2 separate regions of the Macaca mulatta genome follow, and region 2 is linked to region 1. Evidence: chromatin contacts called from public Hi-C data. All regions are on one chromosome and are shown on one strand. The core of a region is the stretch at or near the end of the contact, and the rest is flanking DNA. Distances in the headings are between cores, read along the strand shown. Region 1 holds the start of CLASP1 (cytoplasmic linker associated protein 1). Region 2 holds the start of TSN (translin).

Evidence for each region. Hi-C and Micro-C count contacts between places; a contact is called where the count stands out from the background.
Region 2: a Hi-C map of blood shows a contact between it and region 1, with 5 times the contacts expected there. The contact joins the promoter of TSN here to the promoter of CLASP1 in region 1. A contact is called at or near these places in 2 of 14 Hi-C or Micro-C datasets (blood and cortical neurons).

What each region holds. Positions count from the first base shown.
Region 1 is chr12:15,812,085-15,815,916 of T2T-MMU8v2.0, reverse strand. It overlaps CLASP1 (cytoplasmic linker associated protein 1), which reads right to left and starts at 1,458. Exons shown (of 36, transcript XM_077956849.1): 1 at 1,368-1,458.
Region 2 is chr12:15,712,051-15,716,415 of T2T-MMU8v2.0, reverse strand. It overlaps TSN (translin), which reads left to right and starts at 1,360. Exons shown (of 6, transcript NM_001266679.1): 1 at 1,360-1,450; 2 at 2,846-2,939; 3 at 4,319-4,365. The coding sequence starts at 1,385.

The DNA.
Region 1 (3,832 bases), core at 209-2,708:
AAAGGTGTATTACACAATTTAACAAGATAACCAAATCATCAAAATTTAAATCTTTCTTAACAAAGGTAAAAAATAAATAATATTCAGTACTCTGAGGCATTGTGCTACCTTTTATCTATTTGGTCTCTACATCAATGTTGCTATTCTCCCACTCCCTTGATGAGCAAACAGAGGCAATGTCCAGGACCCCTCATATCGAGACATCAGTTAACGTCGTAAATGATCATAGCAATAAAAACAATTTCTAATGCCAGAATTGAAAACGGACTGTGCCACCCAAATAGGGTCCAAGGTACGTGACGGCATGAAACTATTTCTCGCCTCTGATTCTTCTGCATCACTGTCTCCCAAAGGACTAGAGAATCTGAAGCTCTCATTGCCACATCTACAAATTAAAGTATCATGTTTAAAGAGCTCACAGTTTCTACGAATGGTCAGTATTTAATGAAAGCACCTCACTACACAGAAACTCACCCAGCTGCAAACTCATCACAGCGTGCTTTCAGACTCCACATTAATTTTTTTTTAATTTTAGAAACAACTATTTTAAAAATATTATGTAATAATTTAAACTCTGGAAAGCCCCATACTCATCCCAGCAGCTCGGAAAATGGAAAGCAAAATTCGATTCGCTCCATTGTATCTAGCCAGGCTAATGTGCAAGATCACACACTCATCTTCGTCAGAGCGTCTCTGCCAATACCAAAGAACAACAAAGGCAAGTTGAGAAGTCTGCACAGGCTTAACTCAGCACTTGTTCGCTTTCCCAGCTTCAGAAAGAAGCTCTTCGAAGGCCCCGGGGACCAAGGGGACCTTGTGCATCCCATCAAGCCAGCCGCTCTGCTCGGCGCCGCTCGCGCAGCTTTTGTCTGGCCCGGTTGGGAGCCCGGGCCGCCCGCCTCCCGGCACCCCTTCTCTCTGGATCTTTCTCCACACCCATCACTCGCCGATGACTAGTTGTTGTGGGTTTCTCTCCCTCGCCCCCTCCCTTCCTTTCAAACGCGCCCCGGGCTCGCTGGCTTCTCCCACCCAGCCCGGGAGACTCGGTTTAGGAAGGGGGCCCGGGTGGGGTCTGGAAAAGGGAAACAGAGAGGTGCACACAAAGCCGACTGACCCCACGGCCGATCCCCTCCCTCTGCAAAGCAGCCGGGGTTCAGCGACCTACTGGTTGGATAAACAACCCTCGCATCCCGCTCCTCGCCAGGCTCCCACCTCAGAGCCGCCCCATCCCCCCAAAGTGCACCCAAGAGCCGATGACAGCGCTGGACATCGCCCCCACCCAGACCCGGCGCCCGCCACTGCGCGGGAGGGGCCAGGGCCGCGGGAGGGCTCGGGTCTGACCCTCCACCCCCTGACCGGGTACTTACAGCCCTGTTTTTCGTTACTGTTGCCGCTGCGGACCAGAGAGCCGCCGCCTTCTCCTCCACCCCAATGAGGTTAAGCGCTTGGTGCGGGGATTAAAAAAAAAAAAAAAAGGAAAAAAAAAAAAAAAGACCGAGAGCGAGAGAGACGCCGAGGGCGCCTGCGCAGTGCGGTCCCCCTTTTTCTTCTTACCGCCACCGACCCGGCTGCACCATAGAGAGCGTAAACCGATACCAGAGAGGCGGTTGCCTCTCTATGGTAACGCCCCGCGCACGCGCCGGCCTGGCCGTGTTAGGCTTCGCGGGCGTAAAGTCCCCGGGAGCTTTGCCCCTCACGGAGAACGTTGGTTGACCCTGATGGGTACCCGTAGGGTAAAGGTTTTGGGGGTTTTTTTGTTTTTTTGTTTTTTTGTTTTTTTCAGGAAAGGGTGCCCCCAGTGTAGTTAGGCCCCTTGGAAAGTTGCGACAAAACTCGAGTTACACAAGGAAGGTCGGAACTAAGTGGCCACAGCAACAATGCACCAGCAAGCAGGGAGCGTGATAGGAAGAGCTAAAGAGAAGTCGGGAAACCCTGGGTAAAAGTCGTCCAAGTGGAACTTCCTTTGGTCTGGGGTCTGATACTCGAAGGAAAGGGTCTTTCACTTCTGGGTTGGTACGGCCGCCTACAAGGCGACTGCAATGAAGGAAATTGTGCCCTGCGACTTCCCGTAACAGAGCTGTGCGTCCACTCTCCCTTTTCCGAGCAGGCGCGGACGCTTGTGCCGGAAGTAAACTTTGTAACGGTTCTTTACCTTTTGGGGAGGGGAGACAGCCCTGAGAAGGCTTCGGAGAGCCTTGAGTCGGCCTGCGAGCAGGGTTTCTTACTTGAGCGCCTCCACAAATAAACGCTCCTTCGCTCCTCCGTCGCGTGCGTTTCCCTGGGATAATAAGTAGGAAAGTGGTGGCTTTTATTTTTTTGAGACAGGATCTCACCGCCGTCGTCCAGGCTGGATGGAGTGCATTGGGCGCGATCACGGCTCACTGCAGCCTCGACCTCCCAGGCTCACGTGATCCTCCTGCCTTAGCCTCCCGAGTAGCTGGAATTACAGGCGCGCACCACTACTCCTAAGTACTTTTTGTGTTTTTTTGTAGAGATGGGTTTCACCATGTTTCCCAGCCTTGTCTCAAACTCCTGACCTCAAGTGACCCGCCTGGTTGGGTCTTCGAAAGTGCTGGGACTGCAGGAGTGAGCCACCACATCCGGCCCGGAAAGTGTTTTGGAGGGTAGAAAACTGCAAATTATAGTGCTGCTTTCAAGGATCCCGAAGGACCCACAGTTTTGCCGCATCAGGCTCCTATGCGCGCCGGTAATTTGATGTGTTGAGATGCACTGCCTAGTGCATCGTTTTTACTGGAGGAGATTGTGTGCGGAGCTCCTCGCTAGTATCATGTGTATGTGTTGGGATGGGAGAGAAGTGCAGGAGAACTGTGAGAGAACGCCCCCTGATCCTCAGGGTCTTAAGAGGTATGGTCGGAGAGGCTAAGCTAAAGCATGAAAGCCATGTGTAGGCCCTTCTGTGTAGTGTAGAAAAGGGAGAGGTCTGTGGTTTCAAAGAGTAGGGATGACATGGAGGATGCGACTCCTGGTTGGATCTATAAAGTAATGTCTTTGGGACGAAAGCACATGCAACCTTTTGAAAATGGATGGGTGATAATGAAAGACCATTCCAGAGAAGAAACACCGTGGTGCAAAGGCTCAAGAGGCATACTGGAAGTACAATGAAGAGATCAGTCTAACTGAAATGGGAAAAATAGAAACGAGAGAAAAATAAAAAGTAAGATTTCATGAGAAAGGTGAAATAGATTTTTAAATTTTTTTATCGACACAACAAACTTTATCATCTTAGCCATTTTTGAGTGAATAATTCGTTAGTATTAAGTACATTTACCTTGTGCGGCCAGTCCCCAGAATTCTTTTCATCTTGCAAAACAAAGCCCGCACCCATTAAACAATTTCTCATTCCTCATTTTCCAGCCAGCCTTGGTAACCACCATTCTAGTTCTGTCTGTATGAATTTGACTACTTTAGGTATCTCATGTAAGTGGTATCATACAGTATTTGTCTTTTTGTGATTGGCATATTTCACATAGCATAATCTCCTTGTGGTTTATCCATGTTGTAGCATGTGTCAGAATTTCCTTCCCTTTTAAGACTAAATAATATTTCATTGTATGTATATACCGTCTGTGTTATTTCCACATTTGGCTATTGTGAATAATACTGCTTTGAACATGAATGTACAAATAACTCTTCAAGATCCTTTTAGGCTGATACAGAGATAGTAAGTTATCGTGATTGTTCACTGTCAGTTACAGACCAAACTCCTTATTCGACTTGTGCTCCACTTCCCACCACTGCACTTGACTAGTCTTAAACAAAAAAAAGAAAAGCCCTGATTTTAATAGATTGTGGGGCCAGACACAGTGGCTCA
Region 2 (4,365 bases), core at 111-2,610, 99 kb after region 1:
TTTGTATGAAAACAAATAGGATTCTTTAAGACAGACAAATGGGTTTTGGGAGAACAAACAGGAGCTAAGAAAGGGTTTTTTTTTTTTTTTTTTTAGACGGAGTCTCTCTGTTGCCCAGGCTATAGATCAGTGGTGTGACCTTGGCTAACTGCAACCTCTGCCTCCCGGGTTCAAGCGATTCTCCTGCCTCAGCCTCCCGAGTTGCTGGGATTACAGGCGCACACCACCACGCCAGGCTAATTTTTGTATTTTTAGTAGAGACGGGGTTTCACCATATTGATCAGGCTGGTCTCGAACTCCTGACCTCGTGATCTGCCAGCCTCGGCCTCCCAAAGTGCTGGGATTACGTGTGAGCCACCGCGCCCGGCGGATAATTTTTTAAAAATGTAGGTGCTAGTGGTCTTACTGTCTTCTTCATGGACATGAAATTCTTCTCATATAATGAGAATTAAATATGATCCTTCATATAAAGAGTTTAGAATAACGTCAGGCACAAAGCAAGCAGTAAGTTATAATTTAGATAAGAATCATTCCAGTTCATCTGGAGACTGCAACACACACACACTGTATTTGTGTATGGAATAACTGTTCAAGAACACATACACACAGTATTTGTGTATGAAATAACTCTTCAAAAACAAAGGGGAAACAGTTATAGGGCATGGAAGGGGAATTAGGGCAAGGTGTGAGTGGAAAGAGAAACATCCCACCGCCCACGCTTAAAAAATCCGTTTAATTTAAAAATAGGGAATACAGCCATACAGAGAAGACATTAAAATAAAAGATTTACACAGAAAATTTTCCTTCCCAATCCATTCCCTACTCACAGTCCTACATACGTTACTTTTATTTTCCTTTTTTTGGAAATGTAAATGCACGGCCCCCTACTTCCTCACGAAGGCTGCACTCTCTCTACGTTCTTCTGCACCTGTGTTTTTGTGCATACTCTTTCGTTGTGAAATATTTCCCCCCAACTGCTGTAGTGTATGAAATAAATACACACACGTAACCTAAACAACCCCGCTCGCCCGCACCACCTACAAGCCCGTCCCCGCCCTCCCTGAGGCCCACGTGCTCCGAGGGCCCCCTTCGCAGGTTGTTTCTGGCGATGCCTGTCTGAAGGCCTCAGACTGAGGCCCCGCCCACTCTCCTCCTCCTCTGCCCTTTGGACGCGCGCCTCGCGGACGGCGCCTCAGGCAGCGCGGCGGACAGCCCGTCCTCCGGCGCGCCGCGGGCCTCGGAGGACCCCAGCGACGGTCGTGGCGTAAGACCGGGGGGACGCGGCGATAGCGGCGGCCGTTGCGATTGATTGCGCTGGTTGCCTCCGGCGTCCACTTCCCTGGCCGCCCTTGCTACACTGGCTGATTGTTGTGCAGCCGGCGCCATGTCTGTGAGCGAGATCTTCGTGGAGCTGCAGGGCTTTTTGGCTGCCGAGCAGGACATCCGAGAGGCGAGCCCCCTCCCTTCCCCATTCCCTTTGCCTTTCCATGCCTAGGTGGGCCACTGCGCCCGACCCTCCTCTGTCGCTCAGTCTCGGGCGGTGGGGACGCCTCCGAGGGTGGGTTGCTTCCCCTCTAGCTTTAGGTTAGGACACTCCCCGCCCCCGCCCCAAATTTTGCCGCTCTGTCCTGATTCCTTGTGTTCGGGTCTCAGCTTCTAAGCATTACCTGCCTCATTTGTGTCAGTTTTCCTTCTTTTCAGCGCTTGTTTATACCGAAGGCTCGATTAGCACCTGGTCTTCGGCGAATGAGCGTTTCGTGTATTTTTGTTGGTGTCTTAAAAGCACATGTGATCTCCTGCTTAAAACTGTCCTATGGTTTCCTATCCCACACAGGATAAAAAAATCAGACCCTCCTGTGGCTCACACGGTCTCTCGTCAATCTCATTTATGCTCTCTGTCTTTGTGTATGATGTTCACTTTACCTCTTCTAGTGCGCCAGATAGCTTCCTGCCTGTTCGCTTTTCCTGGAATTTGCTTCTTTCCCGTTCTTTTCGTGATTGTCTCGTATTTATGTCATTGACGTCACAGTCTAAACGATCTATTTCCTGTTATGTTTTCTAGTAGCACCTTAAGTTTTTTAAATGTGTGTAATGTTGATTATTTTTAAAAAATCTTCTCCCCCATTGTATGTTAAACCATCAGAGGGAAAGGATTGTGTGCTCGGTTCCCCAGTATTTACACAGTGCCTCACACATAAGTATGCTCAGTGAATATTTTAAAAATGAATTAGAGGCCGAGAGCGGCGCCTCATGCCTATAATTCCAGCATTTTGGGAGGCCGAGGCGGGTGGATCACTTGAGGCAAGGAGTTTGAAACTAGCCTGGCCAACATGGCGAAACCCTGTCTCTGCTAAAAATACAAAAGAAAATTAACTGGGCATGGTTGCGAACGCCTGTAATCCCAGCTACTTGGGAGGCTGAAGCAGGAGAATTGGTTGAACCCAGGAGACGGAGGTTGCGGTGAGCTGAGATCGCGCCGTTGCACTCCAGCCTGGGTGACAGAATGAGACTCCGTCTCAAAAAAAAAAGAAAAAAGAAAAAAAAGAAGTGTAAATACCCAACTCTTGTATTGCATTTAACTCTTCATTCTGCAAGTTACGTTCACACACATCATCCATTATAATGTCCCAATTGAATCCTTGGGGTGAATGGGTGGCTATTATCCTTTAAAGAGTACCTGAGGAATCTAAGGCTTTTTAGTGACTTTTTGAAGTCTTACAGAGGAAATAAGTGGAAAAAAGTCAGGATTCAAACTTGGTTATGATCACATAAACTAATGTGTTTGGTGTGAGTGTATGACAATAATTCTGTTGAGTATCTGATTTTTATTTTTAATTCTCTCTAGGAAATCCGAAAAGTTGTACAGAGTTTAGAACAAACAGCTCGAGAGATTTTAACTCTACTGCAAGGGGTCCATCAGGGTGCTGGGTTTCAGGACAGTAAGTTCTTGTTTTATACTCAATTATCAGTCTCTTATTTAGAAGAGAGTTTCTATCCAGAAGACATTTTATAATGAAAAATGGCTATCATGCTTTATGGTGAGTAAAAATTGAAGAAGGAGGTGATTTGATAATTTTGGTTGATTTTTCTTGCACTACCAGATAGTATGGTTTAAATAGAGATGTTTTCTATTGTGATGGCATTCTACTGATGATAATTACAATTGCTTAACCCATTTCCTGTTTAGAAAAAAAAAGTGCAGCTTTCTGCTAGCACAGTATTCTCAGGATAAGTGGGAAAAGGGTTTATTAATATTTATTTACTTTTTCTCCCGAGACGGAGTTTCGCTCTTGTTGCCCAGGCTGGAGTGCAGTGGCGCCATCTCAGCTCACTGCAGTCTCCGCCTCCCAGGTTCAAGTGATTCTCCTGCCTCAGCCTCCTGAGTAGCTGGTATTACAGGCGCCCGCCATCACGCCCAGCTACTTTTTTTTTTTTTTTTTTTTGTATTTTTGATAGGGACGGGGTTTCACTCTATTGACCAGGCTGGTCTTGCACTCCTGACCTCAGATGATCCTCCTGCCTCGGCCTCCCAAAGTGCTGGGATTACAGGTGTGAGCCACCGCGCCTGGCCCAAGCGTTTATAACTCTTGTGTTATCTAGTGACTTTTATTTGGCCCTTTTGTGTGTGTGTGTATATGTGTGTGTATGCACCAGTGTGTAGTTGAATCCAGTCTTTCAGTGATTGAATACCTTTTAATATGAGATGAACAGTATAAAATGTTCTCAAATTAATGTGTTTATAGTCAGCCTCTTGAATGAAAGTAAAATATGTCAAGTTTAGACATGGAACCTTCATTGTAAGGTATAGCCAGCACAGCTAAAAGAGCTGAAGTATGTTTTCAGATATAAGAATGATATAATAATGTATTTACACGTGGTAGAGGCAAGTCATTTTTCTTAATGATACGGAGTTGGTCATCCTGATTGTGAATACTTGGTAAAGGCTTTTTTCTGCCAAATATGGGAGGAAGAAGCAATCCAATTTTATGCATCCTCTGAGGAGTGAACAGGAATAGCAGCTGGTGTGCAGCTCCTTAAGGATGACGTTATTTATGACAACCTAACCAATTACCAATGTGTCTCCTAATATATTCCCTTTTGGCAAGTTGTTTATTTTTCAGTATAGCTAATTAGTAGGGAAACTGGGGATGATACTTTTTGAGAACCAGGTTGAAAAGCAGAGATGTGTACATTAGTTGTGAGGTTAAAAAAAAAAGTTTATTAATTTCCAGGTAGATTACTTAGATTATTAAGCAAGAACTGTATTTGAAATTTGGTAAGTTTTTCATTATTACATTTGGTTATCTTTTGTGATTAGTTCCAAAGAGGTGTTTGAAAGCTCGAGAACATTTTGGTACAGTAAAA